Regions from separate parts of the Sus scrofa genome. Here region 1 is linked to region 2. The links are chromatin contacts, called in public Hi-C maps. All regions are on one chromosome and are shown on one strand. Each heading gives the region's core, a stretch centred on a gene start, on an enhancer-like site or on the middle of the called end of the contact. The rest is flanking DNA. Distances are from core to core; before and after follow the strand shown.

Region 1 (5,841 bases), core at 34-2,533, 95 kb before region 2:
CATGTTTCATCTTATCAAGTGCAGCCAATGTCTAATTAAGACAAAAATTTTGAAGTACCCTATGCAGTTTATATCAGAGGATTGAACCCTAGAGGCGAGTGGCAACAGACACTTCCAAAGAATCGAGGGGGAAACTCCAAGAGCTGAGAGAATCCCAGAGTAGAGAGAGCCAGTGTCCTTTAATCTAGATAGAGTGGAGAGAAGACCCGAGAGGTCTTGGCATGGCTTGGGAGCAGCATGGGACAATACATAGAGATGGCTGTGTTGGAGGAGTTCCTGTTGTGGCTCAGCAGTAATGATCCCAACTAGTATCCATGAGGATGCAGGTTTGATCCCTGGCCTTGCTCAGTGGGTTAGGGATTCGACATTGCCACAAGCTGCAGTGTAGATCACAGGCATGGCTGGGATTCCGCATTGCTGTGGCTGTGGTGTAGGCTGGTAGCTGTAGCTCTGATTTGACTCCCTAGCCTGGGAACTTCCATTTGCCTGTGGCCCTAAAAAGTAAAAAAAAAAAAAAAAGAAGAAGAAAAAGAAAGAAAAGGCTGTGTGATGAAGGCAGTCAAATCTAAAGCAGACTTGTAGAGCTCCAAGTTGACTCATTCAGGGTATAGGAGCAGTGGGATAATCCCTGAAAGTAGCACAGCTATGATTCTGGGCCTTGTAAAGCCTCACCCAGGTGCCCATAGCCCACAGTGGTGCTTGGTGAACACCTCTTAGTGTACTTCAGATAGGCATCAGGGGCAAGCAAGGAGAGTCATTGATCCTGAAGTGACCTTTGATGTGGATCCATACAGATCAACACCTGCCAAACAGACGGGATGAAGAGCCAGATGCCAAATTCAACAGATAACCTAGGATCAGAAGTTTGCATATCCTGGGCCCTGCTTTCCCTTGCCTCCCACAGTATCTCCTCTTAGAAGTTAGAAGCAATTTTAAGGAAAAGAAATTGGGACCTGGAATCCATTGACGTTTAGCTTCTATCAGTTGGTGAAACAGGATCTCACTAGAGAAATTAAGCTCACTGGCATAAGTAGAATTAAGACACATTTTCTCAACCTGCTTATGTGGCCTGAATTCAAAGCCTGTCTTTCTACTGCAGACAGTGTTTGTCCATGTGGCAGAGAACCTGACCGCTGGCAGCTCCCGCTCATCCTGCAGATTCACCATCTGAGGGGAAAAGCTCTTCATTACCTTTGACTCCTTCCCCCGGGACCCCATCCCAACTCTTGTTGGCAAAGCCTCAGAGAACAATGTTGACTGGCCCTCCTCTAGTTATGTTCCCACCCCATTGACCAGTTACAGAGCCAGGAGTGTTACATTCTAGGATAGATCCAACTTGGATGACATGCTATGTAGCCTCTGAAGCCAGGATGCTGTAACTGGCAGCCTCGACTGGATCCATGTGTCTCAAGTCAGGGAGGAGCAATTCCTCTGCCAAAAGGAAATACTTTGACCAGAAGAGGAGAAGGGGAGCTGGCTGATAAAATAATAAGTGTCCTCTATAATCTGTTTGTAATGGGTATCTATCTGGTAGGACGATGATAATAAAGGTTTCCTTAATGTGACATTGATATGACCAAGGCATATAACTTAAATAGTAGGACACACTGTTTTTTTTTTTTTTTTTTTTACAATCCATTAGTTCAAAACAAGAACCTGAGCTCTGAAAAGCAAACGAAAAATCCCACAACACGTCATCTTTTTGTTGTAAATCTGTAAACTTTGCAACAGCTTAACTATGAGATTTGGCTTATAGACCAACCAATAACCCTGGTGCTTTTTGCTTTCAAATCCCATTATACTCCTGCAGAGAATAAAATGCTTTGTGCTATGTGAAAATTGGTTTATAGCATGTGTATACCGATTATCAGAACTATCAGAAATATTGGCCTCTTTCCTTTAAGGTCCATAGGGACTTAAACCTGAAATGCATTTCTGTGAAAACTTCACTTCGCTGCATGATTCTGAAATAATTCTAGCCAACTGTTCATTCATGGCAGTCTTTCCGGGCAATTATCTAGGAGTGATTTCTCCACATTTATTGTCTTCAATTTTTATTGCATTCTTTGAGAGGCAAAGAAATAATTAATTTGGCTTTAGTATAAAATTTGTAGACTTTTGCAATTTCTCTTACACTCTGATGCCCAGGTCTGGTAAAGAGGTAAATAGACAATAAATAAGAAGATAGAGCATGAAGTACTGAAAAAATGTAAAAGATAAAATTTCTTGAGAAAAAGTCATATTTTAGTCCAGGCTCTGATACTCATTTTAAGCTTGGAGTGAAATAATTTTCATTCTTGGTACTGAATTGTAAACAAATACTCCAACTGATTTTCTTTTCAACTCTAAATAGTTTTTTGGTCACAGTTTGTATCGCATCGCTGCTGTGAGTTTCATTGATGTTATACAGCTTTTTATGTATTCAGAGTAATACAATTCTTTTATACTCATACTGGTAGCATTTTTTTAAAGTTTATTTATTTATTTATTTATTTGCTTTTTAGGGCCATACCCACGGCATATGGAGGTTCCCAGGCTAGGGGTCGAATCAGAACTATAGCTGCCAACCTATGCCACAGCCACAGCAACACAGGATCCTTAACCCAGTGAGTGAGGCCAGGGATTGAACCCGAAACCTCATGGTTCCTAGTCGGATTCGTTAACCACTGAGCCACGACGGGAACTCCTGATCATCATATTCTAACACACTGGCCTCCATGAGATGGTTCAGAGATGGGCCTGTGACCCAAGTAAGTAACTGAATGAGACTCATTTTGGTAGATATTAACATACTGGATGGTTGTTTATAATTGTAAGAACGGAAGAGTAGGAAGGAAACTCAAAGAGGGAAGAGGTGAAACAGGAGAGAGTGGAGTCATTGACATAATTGTTTGTAAAGAGTTTCAAGAAGTGATGCCTCCATATTATAAAAATTAATAGTTGAAACTATCAACCAAAATACTTGGACAAATACTTTATTCACTTTAAGTAACGATAACTTCAGTTATGATTGATTAGTCCCAGCAGGATTTGTATCTGTGTAAATAAGCAAATAATAAATAATAAGTAAAGTAAATAAGTAAATAATAAATAAGTATTTATTTTTTTAAAAAAGAGAATATAGATGGTCTCATTATTTTCTTTTTTCTTTCTTTTTCTTTTCCTTCCATACACACCTGTGGCATACATAAGTTCCCAGGCTAGGAGTCAATTTGGAACTGCAGCTGCCAGCCTAAGCCACAGCCACAGTAACACCAGATCCAAGCTGCGTCGGTGAACTACACCACAGCTCATGGCAACACAGGACCCTTAACCCACTGAGTGAGGCCAGGGATTGAACCCACATCTTCATGGATGCTATTCAGATTCATTACTGGTGAGCCACTTGGGAACTGCTGTTTTCTTTTTATTTTCTTTTATTTTTTGTCTTTTTTTTTTTTTCTTTTCTAGGGCTGCTCCTGAGGCACATGGAGGTTCCCAAGCTAGGGGTCTAATTGGAGCTGTAGCTGCCGGCCTAGGCCAGAGCCACAGAAACGCAGGATCCGAGCTGCATCTGCAACCTGCACCACAGCTCATGGCAATGCCGGATCCTTCATCCACTGAGTGAGACCAGGGATGGAACCTGCAACCGCATTGTTCCTAGTCGGATTCGTTAACCACTGCGCCACGAGGGGAACTCCACTATTTTCTTTTTTAAATCAAAGTTTTTCTTTTAAGGATTTTTTTCCCCCTCAATCAAGAAAATACTGAAAAAGTCATCTGTTCTGCTCTAGTAAATCCTATCGTCTCATTATAGAGTTGTTTTTCAATGTGGTGATAATTGCCTAGCTGATGTGTAGTGATTTATTTTTACTCATGTATTCATTCAACAACTCTGTATCAGGCTTTGGATATGCAGTATACATAGTGCCAGAGGGAGTGAGATTCAAAGATGTCCCCTAACTTAGAATGTAAGGTTTACAGGAGCTCTTAACTTGAAGCCTGGGCCCTAGCAGACAGTCAATACTTGATCACATTATCAGAAATGCATTCATATGGATGTAGAGTGTATTTCTGTATTGATTTAACAATGGTATGGAGTTCCCATCGTGGCTCAGTGGTTAACGAATCCGACTAGGAACCATGAGGTTGTGGGTTCGATTCCTGGCCTCGCTCAGTGGGTTAAGGATCCGATGTTGCTGTGAGCTGAGGTGTAGGTCACAGACGGGTCTTGGATCTTGCGTGGCTGTGACTGTGGCGTAGGCCGGCAGCTGTAGCTCCATTCGACCCCTAGCGTGGGAACCTCCATATGCCATGGGTGCAGCCCTAAAAAGACAAAAAAAGAAAAAAAAAAAACAAAAAAAATCCAATGGTAGCTTCTGGGGTGGATGCTCAGCCTCTAAGTATTGCCTGTGACTCAAACATGAATTGAAGGTTTGGGCCTCTGCACTTCTTTTTCTGATGACAGTTATTCCTCATAAACCTAGGTTTAATGATATTTATTTTTAGCTGTTCAAAATAAAATAATTATACTTGGTATCAATACTTTTTTTTTCTTTTTAGGGCCAAACCTGTGGTATATAGAATTTCCCAGGTTAGGGGTTGAATCAGAGCTGCAGCTGCTGGCCTACGCCACAGCCTCAGCAACACCGAATCCGAGCTGCATCTGTGACCTATGCCGAAGCTTACAGCAAAGCCAGATCTTTAACCCACTGAGCAAGGCCAGGGATCAATTTCGCATCCTTATGGATATTAGTCGGGTTCTTAGCCCATTGAGCCACAATTGGAACTCCTCAATGCAGTTTTGAAATATGGTGCTGCCATGATACCCTGATACAATAGTAGGTGATGATTTTGGTCCCTGTTAGTTTACTAGCTTTAGTGGGTTGAATGGTGGGTTTTCCCCCAAAATACATCCACATCCTCAACCCCAAACTGTGAATGTGACCTTATTTGGAAACAGCATCTGTGCAGGTTGAATTAAGTGAGGATCTCCAGCTTAGATTATCCTGCTTTGTCTGGTTGGTTCCAAAGCCAATGCCAAGTACAGGAGGCAGAAGAGAAGAAAGACACAGACACAAAGAAGGCCTTGTGAAGGTGGAGGCAGAGACTGAAATGATGCAGCCACTGGCTGATGGGTTCCTGGAGCCACCAGAGGCTGAATGAGGCAAGGAACGATTCTCTCCTTTCAGAATTGTAGGGACCTGATGACACCTTGATTTTGGACTTATGGCCTCCAGACCAGTGAATGAATAAATTTCTGTTGTTTTAAGCACTCAGTCTGTGTTCTTTTGTTAAGGATCCCTAGAAAACTAATATGCTAGTTCATACCAAATATCTAATTAAGGATTCTATTGTGTTGTTTCACCTCACAATAACTTGAGGAAATTAGTATCTCTACTCCAATTCTTTGTTTCCAGCTGGATGGAAACAAAGAATCTTGTCTCCAGTAAAGTGACACTGGCCCTGGGAGGATACTCCTTTAGGGAAAAAGTTCCATTTGCTTTTTTTTTTGTTTTGTTTTTTTATCTTTTCTAGGGCCACACCCGTGGCATATGGAGGTTCCCAGGCTAGGGGTCTAATTGGAGCTACAGCTGCCAGCCTATGCCACAGCCACAGCAACACCAGATCCGAGCCTCGTCTGCAACCTACACCACAGCTCACGGCAACGCTGGATCCTTATCCCACTGAGTGAGGCCAGGGATCGAACCCGCAACCTCATGGTTCCTAGTGGGATTCGTTAACAACTTAGCCACGATCAGAACTGCGGAAAAAGTACCATTTGTACAGCTCCACAGGTTGGCCAATTGGCTGGGTTGGGAAGCAGGGAGGGAGACATTGCTTCTGCCCTGCCCATCTCTG
Region 2 (5,754 bases), core at 2,292-4,791:
TGATAAGTTTGGGGAGATGCTTTTTCATTTAACTATGTCCTCATTTGAAGACGCTTATGATTCCATGTCTCCTGTCAGAGAACTCTTAAGAAATTATATTTATATTATTTCTTTTATAACTTTTCTTCTCTTTCTAGAATCTGTATTAAATAGATGTTGGACCCTCCACGTAGATCTTCTATATATGTTTTTTTATTGTTATTTCCCCAACACAATTTTTTTCCCCACTGTACAGCATGGGGAAAACATGTATGTTACACATACAGCATGTATGTTACACATACATGTATACATACTTTTTTTCTCCCATTGTCATATTTTTAAATCTCTTCTCGAATATGTTTCTTTTTGTTTTACATTTGAGATCTTGCCAGTGCTTCTGTTGAAATTTTATTTGCTATTATATTTGTAAATTTCCGAGTATTCCTTTTCAGTGTATTCTGCATGCAATCTTTTCTTAAATCTTACTAGAAATACCAATTAGAGGATCATTGTTTGTTTTAAAAATTCTTTTTTCTTCTGTTCCCTGAATTATCTGTTTTTGCTAGGGTCATGTTTTCCTGCTGTTTATCTTGGCCTTTCGTTTTTTAAAATCTCACACTTGCCCCAAATATCTGGTAATCCTTTGTTTTTACTTCATGTTTAAGAATGAAACCATAGACAGGCTGGCTGGGAGAGCCTGCGCACATAGGCAGGGATTGTTGTCCTTGGTGGGTAGATGGGGCTCTGGCTAGATGAGGAAAGATGTGCTCAGAGACATCTGTACCCAACAGCTGCTAGAGTCCTTCCTCCGCAGATAGTTCCTTGGTCACGTCTGAGAACAAAATGTCAATTTGGGTGTGGAGAGTAGTTCTAATATGAAGGCTCTTCCATACACAGCAAAGGGGTAGAAGAGATTCCATATGTAGGGTTTCCAGTTTTCAGCCCAAGATCTCTTTTCTTCCTGTGGTTTCACTTGTAGTTTCTTCACACACACACACACACATACACACACACCCCATTGTATTCAACAACACACCCTGGCTTTCCCTCCAGCTACAGCCCACTCTGAATATATTCTTTGGTCATCTCCTTTGGTCTCCACTCTACCATTTGTTTTCCATCTTTTAGAAATTCAAAATCCCATTCCCTTTCAACCTTCTCAGATTCTCTTCTTTGTCATGGGTATATATTTGATTTATTCACATACTTTCATTCTAACTGTCTCTGCAGAGATAAGAAAGAAATATAGATGCTCAAACTGTCATCTTGAACCAGAATATTTCTCTACACCATTTCTCTTTGTAATTTAAAAATAAGAATGTTTAAAAAGTTTTTAAACAGCATAAAAATAAAAATTTTAAACAAAGGTTGAATTCTTGTCATGGGAAAATGTTATTGCAATGACTCAAGAACCTTGCTTTTCTTCTAACTCAAATCTCACAGTGTTTAAAAGTCTAGCCAATTAGTTTTTTTTTTTTTACCTTTTTCTTCAGCATTTTTGTATAATCTATTATTTTCTTCCTCTAAATCCAAACCATCTATTATACAGGGGGTCTGACCCTGCTTCTTTGCTGTCTACATTCTATTTCTACAAGCATGTACTCAACTTAACAACCTGCCTTAAGGGTGTTAAATCTAAACCCAAATGGATTTTTTTTCTTGTGATTCAAAGACTATGCTAGAGTCCTCACCCTAGTTCTCCAAAGAAGCCGATGAGCAACCAAAGCTCCCAGAACACCATCCTCATGGATCCTAAGCAGAGCATCCCTGAAATTGCTAGAATGGCTTGCAGAAGCATGAAAGAGCTGATGCAGTTTTGAGTTAGAAGTTCTGTTGAGAAATGCACATGACTGGGCTTGGAAGTGTGTATTTCAGTCCCCTAAAATATGACTTCTTGTTCTTAATATCTATATATGTGCCCTTGGAATTATAAGGAGCCAGAAGAAAGGATAAATTCATCAACTCAAAGCTATCACAACAAATAGAAAAAGCAAAACAACATGATTCTCCTGCCTACTTGTGTTTGGGATGTCGTCTCATCTTCCATTGTGTTCTAGAATGTTGAAGGAGGACCAAAAAAGTTAGGGTCCTCCCTCTGCTATCATTAACTGTGCAGCTTTAAGCATTGATTACGTTGTCTATACAAAGGGAGCCATGTGAGCTTGACAGTTTTTTTCTTTTTCTGAACGGAAAAAAATCATGATAAATGTTCTGTCATTCTACTCCTCTTCACTATTTCAGCTCTTTTTTAATTTTTAAATGTTTGTCTTCAGAGCTCTACTCTTTTACTCTTTCTTGTTCCGAACTCTCTAATACTGCTGTTGCTCCTCCACTTCTTTTTTATTTTTCCAGCACTTTGTTCTTCTCTCCTTTTACTTATCCTGTTAGTCCTCTATAGTTTTTCCTTTTCTAGGATCCTTAAGGTTGTTCTTAGGGTGATGTTAAGGAGTGCATTAAGGAAATGGAAGAGGCCCCCTAGGTTCAAAATTTTATCTTTTCCTAAAAACATGCATAGGTATAGTATAACACAGGAATTTATTATAATCAAGCACCCCTGTCTGACAGAACAGCTTTTTGAAATCTTTTATCTTTTGCTTTCTGAGTGATTTTTTTTTTTATTTTGCTTTCTTATTTTGTTTTATTTTATCTGAACAGAGAACGGACATTCTTTGAAGTCTAATCATGATCACTGCAGATGAATCCAATCTACCAACTTGCCATCATTCTATAGAGTATTAGAAGATTTTTACATTTCGAAGAAGGGGAGACAATGTAAACAAATTTGGTGGGATTCTTGAGAACTAAAATGTGGTGGATTATGTTGATTTAGAACTTAAAATAGATGGGTGAATTTGAGGTCCAAACTATAGGTCTGAATCCAATTCAGTTTGGATGTATGATTACTTTTCAAGTCATCTGAAGTCTAAATAGTAATATTTAGGAGATCTGGCTTTTGCTTTGTCATTTGCCTGGTCATGAAACATTAAAAATTATAACTGTTGCTCTTACCACATATCTATTAGATATCATCAAACATCTAACAGACAATGTTCTAACTGGATGAGAACGGCAACTTCTGACACATTGCAAGTACAATGGCTCTAAATATAGAACGCAGTAAAAGTGTTTATGTTTTATGTCCAAAATTTTCCACTTTATATTCTTTTATGTACACTTTAGCCTATAAACTGACTGATTTGAGTATTCTTTTGAATGTCTTGTAGCTTTTATATATTTCTAATTTTGATTATTATAGGAATTTTTGTTTTTGATAGCCTTGAAAATGACTTAAGTCCTGATGTCCATTTCAGTTTAAAGAAAGCCGGAAGTTACTGTTTGTTCTGGTCAAAGGCCAGTAGAAGTTACAGTTCATATCAGGATGACCTGACATATGCCAGTCAGATTGACCAGATCAGAAAATACATCAGCCTCCAATATAGCCTCCTTGTGAAATTTTTGACCAGATTTACTCTGAACCACCCAAAGTTTCTGGCAGGCAGGGAAATGGGCAGTGATGCAAAAACGGAGACTCTCTGGAGCTTTTAGAAATAGTTCATGGCAAACACAGGACTTTACTCCCTGAGCAAAAGGCCACCTGCTGTTTCTGTGAACTTGTGTGTTATGTTGCTCACATTCAAAATAAACCAAAGCCTCTGTTTGATGAACCCATATGATAGTCAAATTTAGGCTATGGAATGGAGTACTTACATTTAGATTTCATGCATAGTTTGACTCGAATGTTTAAAAAAACAACTAAAAATCAGGAAGAATGTGCCTTCCCCCCCTTCATTGACTTTTAATAGATGTCATTGGAATGTAAAATCTAAGTGTGAAAAATATGAAAGGATATTCTTTAATTCCTGTCAGCTGAATACATATTTAATATGCTTCCAGACTGTTCTAAAATAGTTGAAACTTAGAGGCATATAGTGGCTGAAATGATTTTTTAATAAATATACTTTTAAAAGTTTGTGACCCACTGATAAAATATGCCTTGATATAATATAGACGTATGACTTCTTATTAATTATTAGTGAAATCTCTCATCAAGTGCATTTGAAGACATGCACATTATTTGGCATCAGTGATCAGTTGACAATTATGAAGTTTTAAAGGGCATGAAATATACCAAATGTCATTTGAAGAACATGTGTTCGACTGCATGCTATGGTCTCTCTGTGTGTATTTTTTTAATTTTCATATTGAAAGCATGCAATTCCTTTATATGGAGATCTTAATTTCTAGGTTCATTAAATTTTAAGAAATTTAATACACAATAGTAGTAACATTTAAAAAAACCAAAATGATAGATTGATGCCAGTTGACTAGGGTATTTAGCTGTTGACTAAAGGTTTCGTGGGTATGTAATCCCACCAATCTAGCCAAAAAAAAAAAAAAATCAAGAAAATATTTGAAAGAACTTATAAATCTAATTATAGATTTCTGTCAGAAAGAAAATAGGCACAGGGACACTTTTCGTATATTTTGTCCATAGAATAATAGAAGAGGTTGTGTTAATAAAGTGTTTGTTATTATGCAGTATTTTAATATCTGTACAAGTCTATTCCATTATAAAGCATCTGGCATATTTATTCCTTTATGATTATAATCACCACTATATTTCATTTAAGAGTTCAAAGCTGTGTTAAGTGAATTGTGTTTTTATGTGGAATATATTTGCCATTATGAAGAATAGTTGGTTATATTGTTATTTCAAACAATTAATTAGAATTTATTCTGTCAGTTTAAAATCATAAAATTCAAAAATTTAATTCTATGTATAACATATAAATAGAAATTTCTAATGCACGTCATTCAGTTGTGTTAATTTTTCAATGTGATGTGTCCACAGCATTCTTTATTTTGCATTTCTTTTTTCAATATGTTTACATTGTATGAGTTGAGCTTTTGCACACAAATTCTTGCCTTGTAGCTGCTTGGCAGGATTTTTCATTGTAATGTAACCACCTTTCTTATAAAAAAGTATGATGTGTATTTATTTTGTGTCTTTGTCTTCATTCCACATGTCATATAGTTTGTATTTTTATATGAAGTTATTTACAAGGAAAAGTCTTGAAAAGTTTGTGATCATCCCTTTCATTTTCATTGTTTTCAACAAATAGGTATTTAGTTCTTTTTTCCTGACAATCGTAAACAGGTTCTTAGTGTGACATAAGGCAGATAAGTCCTTAACAGTCAGTCACATATAGTTTACCTTCATATCATATGTCATGGAATAGTTATTTTAGCTATAGCTGTTTTGCTCATTTGATTTTATATCAATTCATTTTTTTTAATTTGAGGCTTAAAATTTCAGTTTGTGTGGGAGTTCCTATCATGGCTCAGCAGTTAACGAACCCGACTTGTAGCAATGAGGACGTGGGTTCGATCCCTGGCCTTGCTCAGTGGGTTAAGGATCTGGCGTTGCTGTGAGCTGTGGTGTAGGTCACAGACACGGCTCGGATCCTGTGTGGCTGTGGCTGTGGCATAGGCTGGCAGCTGCAGCTCCGATTCAACCCCTAGCCTGGGAACCTTCATGTGCCGCAGGTGTGGCCATAAAAATACAAAAAAAAAAATTCAGTTTGTGGAAGTATAATTTGCTTTATAGGAATATTAGGCATTCTTCCAAAGATAGTACTTTGTAATTACAGTAAACAATCTTTGTTGAGAGCTAATAAGCATTTTCAGACACCGTTTACTTTATTCCTTGCCGCATTGCCGTGGAGTAAATATTGAACACAGTTTTACAGGTGAAGGAACTGAAAGGCAGAG

Evidence for each region. Hi-C and Micro-C count contacts between places; a contact is called where the count stands out from the background.
Region 1: a Hi-C map of liver shows a contact between it and region 2, with 5 times the contacts expected there. The contact joins two enhancer-like sites. A contact is called at or near these places in 1 of 5 promoter capture datasets (liver) and 3 of 47 Hi-C or Micro-C datasets (all in liver).

Annotation. Positions count from the first base shown.
Region 1 is chr6:146,897,038-146,902,878 of Sscrofa11.1, reverse strand. No RefSeq gene overlaps it. Among named protein-coding and RNA genes, the nearest start is that of LEPR, 33 kb to the right of the region's middle. Within about 2 kb of position 1,283, at least 1 of the 83 cell types and tissues checked has an H3K27ac peak or open chromatin away from gene starts, as enhancers often do. A contact at or near this core is called in liver, where this site is marked.
Region 2 is chr6:146,804,853-146,810,606 of Sscrofa11.1, reverse strand. The region is part of intron 17 of LEPR (leptin receptor); the gene reads left to right. Among named protein-coding and RNA genes, the nearest start is that of LEPR, 59 kb to the left of the region's middle. Within about 2 kb of position 3,541, at least 2 of the 83 cell types and tissues checked have an H3K27ac peak or open chromatin away from gene starts, as enhancers often do. A contact at or near this core is called in liver, where this site is marked.